Regions from separate parts of the Drosophila melanogaster genome. Here regions 2 and 3 are each linked to region 1. The links are chromatin contacts, called in public Hi-C maps. All regions are on one chromosome and are shown on one strand. Each heading gives the region's core, a stretch centred on a gene start, on an enhancer-like site or on the middle of the called end of the contact. The rest is flanking DNA. Distances are from core to core; before and after follow the strand shown. Region 1 overlaps CG12075. Region 2 overlaps rdgA (retinal degeneration A). Region 3 overlaps Lim1 (LIM homeobox 1).

Region 1 (3,761 bases), core at 504-3,003:
ATAATTGAAAAAATAATATACATATATTTTTTAAAATAGTTAATTTTTCATCAGGAAAACACCTCTATAACTTTAAGCACAGTTGCACATTATAATGCTAATTGGGCATTCGTTTTTCCAATTTTTTTTCGTATTTTTTTTTTTTTTTTCTTTTTTGCGACTGCTGGGAGAGTTTTGTTATGCAACATTTAATTAATTGTGCCACCAACTTTGGCAGCGAGCAGGAAGCAGAAGCAGTGGCAGCCGGGCCACTTAGTCACTCCATTAGACACACATTCAACCGAAACACATGACGAGCGATCGCGATAATCGCACCGCTGGGGATGTGGATGTGGATGTGGATGTGGATGCGAATGATGATGATGATGATAGTGGGGGACTCGCTGTTGGACTCCCAGCATGGTCCCAGTTCCCAAAGTAATTGCATGGGCAATCTTCACCGACTGCCGCATTCCCATCACACGACAGCCCAGCGATTCGCCATCGCCCACACTGAACCCACACATCCACATCCACATCCACAGCCAAGATCACATCCACAACCACGAGTTTAAATATCTTAAATGCCTCGAGAAGCTCACTCGATGGCTTCGCGGAAATTCTGCTTTGAAAAGTGCCGCCTAGCCAGGCTGTCACCATCGATAAAGTTGGAAAAGCTGCCTGGCGAAGTGGAAAAATATTGTGAAAATTCTAGTAGCTAACGGTTGCGCCTCTTACAAAATATGAATTCCTCGTACAAAAAAAACTGACTACAACTAACCTTTTTGGCAGATTGGGCATCCTGCCGCCGATTCCCATGAACGGTAGCAACGAGAAGCGCCACGAATCGAATGGCAAGTCCTCGTCGTCCGGCGGAACAGGTCCGGGATCGCACCATCATCACCAACTGCAGTCACAAACATCGGGTGGTTATCGTGAGGGTCGCCGCCACGAGACCTCATCTCCGAAGAGATTCAGCAGCTCGTTGGGCAGCGATACGGGCAACAGCACCCGGGAATCGGAGTGCAGCGAAGAGCACGGCCTGGTTGCTGGTGGCTCCTCGCCCGTTTCCCGATCGCCGCCGCACGGCAATTCCAAGTCCCATCCGCATGCCCATCCACATCATCCGCCACATTCGCTGCACCATCCGCCGTTGACGCCGCAGCAGAATAGCGACCTCTTCGATTCCCTGGCCGCCGAGCTGAGGGCCAAGTTGAATGGTAATGGGCCGCCATTGCTGCTACCGCCAAGGGATTACGATACGGTGCACCGATCCAAGGGCAACCTGACGGCCATCGAGTTGCGACGCTGTCGGAACGCACTAATTGTGGGCGGATCGCCGAAGAGTCAGGTGCCGGGTGTCGCCAATGTGGCCGGCGGAGCGGCGGCCAACGCCAATGGCAAGCAGGTTTCCTCGCGCGGATCATCGGGCATTGGATCCGATCTGGCACCAAGTCCCGAGCGTCAGGAGCTCAACAGTTCCAGTGGTAAGTGGCTATTAACTAACAATATGATATATAGTATTCTATAGAAGTTCCAACTAACTTAACTCCAGATGACGAGCACTGGTCGAACGAGGCGGACAACTCGGTTATTGCTCTGAAGCCGTCACAAATCGCATTGCCCCATCACGCGCAACTCAAGCGAAAGAGCGCCGTCCAGCCGCCGGAGGATAGCTATCTGCGGGATCTGCCAGCCAAACCATATCAGCCGCGTCCCAGCGAAAGGGAATTGGAGCGAGAGCGGGAGCTGGAGAGGAACAGGGAGCGTGAACGGGAGAGGGAGCGAGATCGAGATCGAGAGCGAGAGCGAGAGCTCGAGAGGAACAGAGAACGGGAGCGGGAACGTGACCGTGAGCGCGACCGGGATCGAGAACGAGAACGAGATCGCGAACGTACCAAGACTCCGGCATCCATTTCGAACAAGTCGTGGAGCCGCGAGGATGAGATCAAGCCGATCATAATGCGTCCGGCCGACTACGATGCCAAGTTCAATCGGGTGATGCAGCAGGAGCAGCAGCAAGCCGCCGTCAATCATCAGCCGGCCAAATTGAGGGACACGGATAAGTACAACGAGATCAATCGTCTGCTGAACAAAAAGTTGGCCCACGAGCCAACGAGGGATCGAAAGTCACGCTCTCGTCTGGATGACAACCACGATGATTTCGATGACTCGGATCCGGGCAGTGAGTCACTGCCATTGCATCACCAACAGACGCAGGGCCCACCAGTGCATCACCATCAACGCAAGGAGAATCTCACCGACAAGCAAAAGTTCATGGAGTATACCAGCAAGAAGCAGCAGCTGCTCAAAAATTACGGTGCTGGCGAGGATCAGCGCTATCGCCAGCGCTATGTGGAGTCAACGACGGAGCATCTGCCCCCCTTCGATCATCCCACCGGTGGTGGAGTGACCACATCCACGGGTGGCTCGGCGGGTCACAACAAATACGCTGCCGTGCACAGGGGCACGGATCTGGGACAAAGGACCACGGAACGTCGACATGACAGGGATCGAGGTGACAGAGATCATCCCAGGGATGCGGAACGCGAGCGGCGAAGGGATCACGAACGCGACAGGGAGCATTCCCGTGATCGCAATCCATACAGGGAGGCCGAGAGTCTGCCCTATATACAGAGCATGGAGAAGATGATGAAGTCGACGGGCATGCGTTACGCAGAAGCTACTCCCAAGACCAGGGAACGGGAACGGGAGAGGGAGCGAGATCGTGACCGGGACTACAGGGAGCCACCGGTCACGCAGAGTTCACAGCGTGATCGCTTCCACGATGCCAAGGACAAGTTTCGGGCCATGGAACAGCGTCCGGCGGTAAATCGCTATCCGGACGTGGATGAGCGCGACACACCGCACCGGGATCCGTATCGGTCGTCATCGCGCCGGCGTCGCGGTTCCGTCGAGCCACCCAGCACGTACGAGCAGTGGAGCGAGGAGGAGGAACCGCCGGTGGTGATCAGCGAAAAGTCCAATCCACGTGACCTAAACCGATCCCGAGCCAGATCGCGCGGCGAATGGGAACCGGAGCCACCCAGGCACTTGGAGCGCAGCGTGCGTGACAGAGAGCGGGATAGAGATCGGGACTACAATCGAGATCAGTCCCGAGATCCCTATCGGCATGAGAGGGAGCGTGAAAGACCCGGTGGACGCGCCCACTCACGCGAATTCCTGCAGAGCGTGGAAACCAAGAATCCATCGACAACGGGTTCGGGTCGCGGCCACATGGAGCGATATCCCTCACCAGCAGCCACGCCCATACAATCTGTTGATGTAGGCGGAAGTGGTGGTGGTGGTGGTGGTGGTGGTGGCAGCGGTGCTTCTTCCGGTGGCAATTCGGGCAAGCCACTAACCCAAATGGCCAAGGGCTATAGGCACAGCTATGCGGAGCCCGTTTTCGCCCGGACCGGCGGAAGAGTTGGTCTGGCGGCAGTTAATCCCTATTGAGTAGGATCCGGAACTTAGCCATTAAGTGTGGTTCTTGCTCTTGGAATCAGAGCAGCCCTGACCAAAAGTGAAAACCGTGCAACGAAGTCCAAACTAATCGAATGGGTGGAGAACAAATGTCGCAAAAAATCTCCAGGGATTTGAAAAGAAAATTTATTTTGTTTTTTGTTTAGAATCCAAATGCATACTTTTGAGATTTACAAAAAATATAAAATACACAGAGATTTCTGCGACACTCGACTAACGAAAAGAAAAGAAAACAAATATCCATGTAAACATTTAAGTCTAAGAAGAAACAACAGTGGCTACTGCTTACGACGACT
Region 2 (3,761 bases), core at 420-2,919, 130 kb after region 1:
AAGTTCTTGGCGCCCAAAAATGCCACGCGTTATAAAATTTCCCTAACAGTCATTAAGTGCAACAAAAACACACTTCTCGTCTTGTCTTCTTTCTTTTTTTTCTTTTTTTTTTTTTTTGTGGCAGCGACAAATGGCAGCAAATTATGATGCTGCTTCCAAGTTATTCTGACAAAAGGAAGAAGATCCAAAACCCAAACCCAAACCCAAAGAAAATTGGAAACCCTTACCCCATCAAGCGTAAACTCTTCTCCATTTTAACCAATTTTTCGTTTCGTTCTTGGTTTCCTTTTTTTTTTTCCTTCCTTTCCCTGCTGCCAACAATTAATTGAAATTAACATATTTTTCTTCTTTTTATTTTAGACAACTTCCCAAACCCCTCATTCCTTGACCGCAGATCCACGCCTGACTAACTCAATTTCCACGAGTTTTACTCCGCCGGAAAAATTAAAATGCCGCGGATTAATTTTCAGCGTCTGGGCGAGGAAAATACGAAAAAAAAAAAAATGGGGGAAGTCAGCCACTCGGACCAATTAAATTCTTGCCAAAAGTTCACAAATTGCTTTATTTCAATAAATTACGAAATTTTACTAGTATCCATTTTCGCTTTCGAGTTGGAAAGGTGAAGAACTTTCTAATTTTCTCGGCGAAAATTTTGATGTATGTTTCACTTAAGAGCAGTTTAATTTTTTTTTTTTTTTAAACATTTAAAAGGGGGAAAGTCCGAATTAATTTCAGCAAATTGTTTATGGGGCCTGTAAGTGAAGCGCTCTCATTTTTGTGGCACCTTTAATGAGCCAGACTAAAATGCAGGGGCACACAGCCAAAGGGGGGGGGGTGGGGGTATATCCCCAATTCCCAGCCGAAGTGAAGTGAATCCCGAGGATATGGCGTTCGGTTTGCTCGGTCACATAATAAGGAAATTCCTCATACGCCACCGAATCCCCAGTTGCTCCACTTGCAGCGCTTTGAAATGCTGTACATATTATATATATGTGTAATATATATATATTTCATATTGTTGTTGTGGCTCCTTGTCGGGCTGTGCCTTTATGAAAAATTATACAAAACTTTTTACTTAGTGCCACGCGGGCTCTGAACAATTACGAGGCCATCAGGGAAGTGGATGGCAGGGCAAACGGCAAAGGGCAGCGGCGTCAAGTCAAGGGGTCGGCAAATAAATAACGTGTTTGTAATAATCCAGTCTCTCTCACTCTCTATATATATATACATATAAATATATAAATATACGTGTGTATATAATTGATTTGGCCCCTTAAACGATGCAGTAAGTTAAGGGGGAAAATGTGTGCGAATGTGGGGCTGGTCAATTGAAAATGGTTTCCCATTCGAATTGCTGGCTTATCGCTGCCAAGCACAATCTGTCAGTTCTCGACTAATTAACTGAGTGGCGAACAATGTCCAAGATTTATGGGCATTTTACTTGGCCGGAAATTTACTTAATTACAAAGTATTCACCCTTAACTAAAGTGGCATAAATCAGGGCAATTGTTGAAGAAACTTTGCTTGTGGTCGGTACATTCTCTAAAAGTTTTGGTTTCTTAAACTTCTGCGCAAAGGGAATTTAAAAGCTATGCCATTGTTGTGACTTTAATGGGTTAACGGCTTAATCGTTTTTTGTAGCAAGACTATTGTTTTGAAAAATGCCGAAAAGTAGGCAATCGCAATCGAATCAATCTCAGTACGGAAATAGGCTATGCACCTATGAATGCACCTGCTTTTCCTGCATTTTCCAATTAAATCTGGATAACTCGTCGAAGGTCAGATGCCCCGGCAGTTTTTCTAATTACGCACTCTAACAAATTCTTTGCGACTCACAATACCATTCCATGCTGTCACCTGGCAAACTTTCGGCATTTCTATGGAATTCAATTTCAAAGCTATATCATTTTCATTTAATTTCACGCTTTCAATTTGCGACCCACACAAACAGGAGCGTTTGGAGAAAAGAAAACGAAGGGGTGGGGGGTTTTGGTTGGAAAGGATCGCTCTTTGTCCGGCCGCATCCCTTTTTTTTAGCTCACACTCGCATTCGTGTTCGCATTTGAGACCCCACCATCAGTTTCGCCCATGGTGACCCCCTTTTTCATCGAGTGGTGACCCCGCGCCACCAGAGGACTCGCGGCACATGCCAAAGGTATGCCATAATGGATTCTTTTTTTTTTTTTTTTTTGCCGTTGTTTTTCTTTAGCCACCTATTGTCTGTAAAACGAAACCGCCTCTCGCCCCATTTCCCCTCAGTCTCATCCATTTTCCAGCCCGGAATCAAACCGAACCGTAGCGAACCGCATCGCCCGTCAATTTAGCACTTTCAACTAAACACACACGTGCACCTGTATGTTTTTCGAATGGATTGAAAGGGAATAGAAAGCAAAGCAGGAGGCAAAAGAAAAAAGTTTTAAAATACAACAAAAGAAGGGCGGGTAAACTGCACATCGCTTCAAACGGCAAACAAGAATATCCATGACCAGGTCAAAAGGCAACACGCATCACGACCACGAATCTGATTGCCCTCGCGGCATTTGCGTTTAATATTTCATATACCTATCACATTCTACATATTTCTAAAAGAAAAAACCAAATTTCTTAGTGTTATTTTTAATTATTAATCACTATTTTTTTAATTTACCTATTTTTCCATTTCAATTATGCGTAAGGGAATTACCTTAGCACAACATTTTTATGGAAACGATGACAAAGGTCGTCAATGGTTTTGGCCCCTGCATTTTTCAGCCATGCAACTGGCAGCAGTTTTCAAAAATACTTCAAACAAACAATTTTAGCACCGATGGCGATAAAAGGATTTTTCAATTTGCGAAAACCTTCGATGCGAGGGCTTTTGTGTGCGAGTGCGAGTGAGTGTGTGCTTGTGCGTTTGTTTGGGACTCACGAAATTGGTCAGCAAAAATTTGTTTGGCGTGTAAATTGAGCTTTTTTTTTTGCAGCCATTGTTTAAGTTTCGTGGGGGAAAGGAAAACTGCGGAAAATGCTTTTTAATCATTTAACTAACGTAATCAATTCTCCCATTTCTCTCTCTCTCTCTCTCTTGCTCTTTTCTCGGTCCTTTGCAAATTGCAATTCACAGCGCGAAACTTTTGATTAATTAAAAGTAAAACAAAAAAAAAAAAAACCCAGAGAGCCGACCAAGAACTGGCTTCTGGTGTCCAACAAACGGCCACAGGAATCGACAAGAAACAACAACAACCACAACGAGAGTCCTGAACTCAGCCGCAAAAAGAAAAAAAAACTTTCCTACAGGAAACTAAACAAACCGGAAATAAAATAAAAAAGGAAATAGGAAAAGGAATTTAACTTTAACAGAAAATCAACATCGAAATGGAATTGGCCATCAGAATTGTCAATCCGCAGTTAGCTCGCTACAAAAACAACTACAACAGCAATACCAGCAACATTCGCACCAGCAATAGCAAAAAACTAATCACCGATAGTAGCTGCAACTGCAACATTCAGTCCAACGACGACAACAACAGCAGCAACAACAACAACAACAACCCAGATATCAACAGTGACAACAATATAACAACGATTACAACAGCAGCAAGAACAACAAGCATAGACAACAATCAATTGTCAGCAGCAACAACAACAACAGAGGCAAAAGGAGCATCAATACTAGCATCAAAACAGGCAGCAGCAACTTGCAACCACTTTGTAGCAACAACAACGCGAAATGCAGCAGCAGCAACAACCGTCCATCGACCAGCTGCCCGAGCCCACAGCTT
Region 3 (3,761 bases), core at 844-3,343, 110 kb before region 1:
CCACCCCTCAAGTGGCCCCCTTTTGGACCCCGGCCCCCCTTTCCCAGACGAACATTTTCATTGTTCGTGGTCGTGTTTTCGGTCGTAGGTGTGAATGCGCGCACATGTGTCGAACAAAAGGCACTGCTGACTGGCCAGCCAGCCATCTAACCAACCACCCAGGCCCCTTCCACATGCACATCCACATCCGCATCCCCATCCATGTCCATGTGTGCATGTTCCTGGGATGTGCATGTCCTGGGCATCAATACTGTGCTGTCCCGATATTAGCCACGCATATTAACTTGGCCGACAAGAGAGTGCGATTAAAGACGCTGCCGCACAGATGAGCTCCCTGCTAATGGTCATTCACTTCACAAATATATTTAAGAATAAACACAATATTTATAGGGTGTTATTAGTTAGAGGAATTTAAATGCATCTTTGAGTTACTTAGCTTGTTTACATTGCAAGTTGAATTACTCGGAAGAGCCAATTAGAGGGATGTTATCTTAGGACCAATAAAGTTAGTGAGATCTACCGATTTTTGCAAATGCAGACATTACTTACTTATCTCTTTTTCAGATCAAATCAATGTAGAATACCCTGTAAATGGGTCAAGAGAAGTCACCGCATTATAGCAACCTGTTCCAAAGCTAAACACACAGTTTTGTTTAATTTTTTATTTTATATATATTTTTTTCTCATCAAATGTTTCTTTCATTTCCGTTTTTTGTTTGTTGCTCTTCATCGTCATGCTTTTTATGTTTTAGGTTTTGTTAACAATTTGTGTTTATTTATTATTGATTTTTCCTCCTTTGCCGCGCGCTTATTCCTATGTGAATTTCTCGGGCGCCTTTCCTTGCAATTTTCACATTCCTTTTTAGCCTTTATTATATTTCTTTACTTTTCTTTTGCTGCCGTTTCGTTTGCACATTTCATTTTTAATCGCTTGATGAATATAAGGATTTAGTTGTCTGTTTTGTGGTTGTTGTTGTTTCTGTTCTTTAATAAACTTACTCATTATGCTAACACTAAATACTTTTTACAATAATAATAATAATTCGCATCGTCATAATAATAATCAAAATTGTTAGCTGGGGGATTTTTGTCTCGTTTTTTTTCGCTGCTATATCATTATAATTGGAAAATTTATATATTTATGCTCATATACCTTTTATATATACGTGTAATTTTGTTTAGGTGTCATCCTTTTCTAGGTTTACATTTAGTTTTAGCATTTCTGCTGCTTCCTCCTCCCATTCGTCTCATTTTTTTTATCCATTTGTTTATAATAAATTACGTTCGCTTAAGTTCTAAGACCACAAAAAAAAAAAAAAAGTTTAGTTTAGTTTGCTATGTGTTTCTTTTTTCTTTTCTTTTTTTTTGCCGTGTACGTGTGTGCTGCCGTATGTAGCTCTTGTATATATAATATCTGGTTTATGTAGACTTAGGAGCTAGTACATGCCTAGTTACGTTTATGTTGTTAGACAACGATTATAATATATATCCATATGTTACGTGTAATAATATAAAAAAAAAAAAACGTTTTTCGTCAAAAAATGCAGGCAAAAATAAACAAATTTTAGATATACGAATAAAATGTGCTAATTTACAAAAAAAAAAATCTCTTTATGCAGATCCTTTTTTTAAGACTACAGTTTTTCATTTTGTTTTTATACACTGATACACATAAATAGTATTTTTGTTTTAATTACAGACAAGACGTTTAGTGTTTGGGTTTAATTTAATTTTTTTAGAGCTTTTCTTTTGTGTTTTTTATGTTTTTGTTTGTTAAAAAAAATTGTTTACTATGTGCAGCGCCCATTATTTGATTTTTATACATTTAAGAGAGATTTCCTTTGTCTATTTGTTTTTTTTTTTGTGTTTTTTGTTTTATAATTTACAAATATTTTGGCGCCGAATTGAAATACAAAAAAATAGCACAGTTTTAATAATAATAATAATAATAAAAGTATAACAAAAACAAAACGTAGCAGAGGGGGTGGGGCTTAGCCTTTGGCCAGAACGAGACGGCACTACATCTGACTCTCCTTCCCTCTCATTTACTCTTCCACTCGCGCCGCTCTCTCTCGCTCTCGCTCTCGCTCTCTGCCGAAGAGCAGCAGCCGCGTTGCCAACTGTTTCGTATATTACCAAACGAGCCCTTCATTTTGCATATTCTGCGGTTCGCTGAAATTCGCCGAGCTCATGAACTCCGGCGAATTGGTGCGGGGGCCATTTTGTTGCTGCTGCTGCTGCGTCTGATTCGCCGCTTGTTGCGCATTCTGCTGTTGCTGCTGCTGCTGTTGTTGCTGCTGCTGCTGCTGCTGTTGCGCCGCCTGTTGCTGCGCCGCTGCCGCTGCGGCGGCCATCAAGTGCTCGGCGCTCGGCGGCGGCGGCGGTGGCGGCGGTCCGACGGCCGACTGCAGTTGCATTGGCGGACCGCCCGCCTGCCCAAGGAACGTCGCCTCCGGCGTCAGTCCGAACTCGTTCACCATCGGAATGGGTCCGCTGTGGTCCATGGGGCCACCTAAGATTTTGGAAGAGAGTTGCTGGTTAGTTTCATTTTTTTTATGATTTTCAAAAGGGGCTAGTTTCTAGGATACCCCAAATACGACTACTTTTTGATGGCAAAGCAATTTCAGTTCAATTTCAATTCTTCTATATGTATATTGCCATAATTGAAGTAGTCCCTTCTAAGATACAATTATCATCTTTAAATTTTTGTAAACTAGTTAAAAATAATGATAACATCACAATATTTTCAGTAATTACTTTCCATCTACTGAGACTTTATTTCTTTGCTTTTTTTTTTCTCACCTGGCGCATTGAAGGGCATCGGTCCGCCGGGATGTCCGGGAAAGTAGGGTCCGTCGTGCGGGTGAAAGGGTCCGCCGTAGCCGAACTCGAACTTGGCGTCCGCCGCGAAGTAGGGAAAGCCGGGTCCGTCGTCCAGTCCGCCGGGCGAGAGGTTCATGGGGAAGCCCCTCATTTTCCGGGCGCCACCGAAAAAGGGCGGGCGGCCCATGCTGGTGATTTGTTTCATGCGTCGCTCCTTCGACCGTTTATTCTGGAACCACACCTGGAAATGAATTGAGTGGAAGTAGATACAAGTTTAGTTTAAGGCTTTCAAAATGTACGAATTATTAAATAAACTATTTGGAATGAACACTTGTACTGCATCTAGGTAATCCCACCCTACGAGTTTTTAGGACAACCTATTTGGTTTCTTTGTGGATCCGGTTGCGATGTCTCGATGCATCGCTTTATGGAGGCGCATGCCTAATTGTTGCTGCCCCGCGATTCTTGTGGCCCTATAGATTCTGATTCTGCTGGTGGCTGGCTGTGGCCTTTTTTGCATTGATGCTACCGCCGCACCGGGCGGCCGTCGCAAAATTAGCCCCATTCCCCACACCACTCGACCACATCAGTTCACTTCGCTCCACAACACAGAACAGAAATCGAGAGGACTGAAGACAGCGGACAGCGGACAGAAGACGCATCTTCGCAGACATCGATGCCATTTTTACGACGTTCTGGCTGTGGGTTTTCGGCTCTTGGGTTCTGCGGTTCGGTTCTTTGGCTTACGTTCCGGGTGCTCCAGAAGCACCGTGCCCAGCATGCAAAGTTATAAAATAAAAACATATTTCAAAAGTTTTAGTGGCACCTTTCTGGGGCCGCTCTCCGCCGATCCTTTGTCCCTCGCTTGTTATTCTCATCCTTTTTATTTCCTCTCCTTTGTTTTTTTTTTTCATTTTTTTTTGCGTTTTTTCGCCTGG

Evidence for each region. A called contact is a pair of places that touch in the nucleus more often than the background predicts.
Region 2: a Hi-C map of the Kc167 cell line shows a contact between it and region 1, with 2.2 times the contacts expected there. The contact joins two enhancer-like sites. A contact is called at or near these places in 2 of 107 Hi-C or Micro-C datasets (the Kc167 cell line and embryo).
Region 3: a contact with region 1 is called in a Hi-C map of the Kc167 cell line, with 2.0 times the contacts expected there. The contact joins two enhancer-like sites. A contact is called at or near these places in 6 of 107 Hi-C or Micro-C datasets (the D17-c3 cell line, the Kc167 cell line, cellular blastoderm embryo and 2 more) and 1 of 6 datasets of contacts at active chromatin or transcription factors (the Kc167 cell line).

What each region holds. Positions count from the first base shown.
Region 1 is chrX:8,868,443-8,872,203 of dm6, forward strand. CG12075 reads left to right here. Exons shown (of 5, transcript NM_001258653.1): 4 at 772-1,466; 5 at 1,535-3,761. The coding sequence ends at 3,438. Among named protein-coding and RNA genes, the nearest start is that of Moe, 28 kb to the right of the region's middle. Within about 2 kb of position 1,754, at least 17 of the 39 cell types and tissues checked have an H3K27ac peak or open chromatin away from gene starts, as enhancers often do. A contact at or near this core is called in the Kc167 cell line and cellular blastoderm embryo, where this site is marked.
Region 2 is chrX:8,996,277-9,000,037 of dm6, forward strand. All of the region lies in intron 3 of rdgA (retinal degeneration A), which reads left to right. The region is part of intron 2 of lncRNA:CR43836 (long non-coding RNA:CR43836); the gene reads right to left. Among named protein-coding and RNA genes, the nearest start is that of mir-31b, 4.7 kb to the left of the region's middle. Within about 2 kb of position 1,670, at least 6 of the 39 cell types and tissues checked have an H3K27ac peak or open chromatin away from gene starts, as enhancers often do. A contact at or near this core is called in the Kc167 cell line, where this site is marked.
Region 3 is chrX:8,755,893-8,759,653 of dm6, forward strand. It overlaps Lim1 (LIM homeobox 1), which reads right to left. Exons shown (of 7, transcript NM_132277.3): 6 at 2,803-3,064; 7 at 1,368-2,512. The coding sequence ends at 2,133. Among named protein-coding and RNA genes, the nearest start is that of lncRNA:CR43297, 33 kb to the left of the region's middle. Within about 2 kb of position 2,094, at least 35 of the 39 cell types and tissues checked have an H3K27ac peak or open chromatin away from gene starts, as enhancers often do. A contact at or near this core is called in the Kc167 cell line and cellular blastoderm embryo, where this site is marked.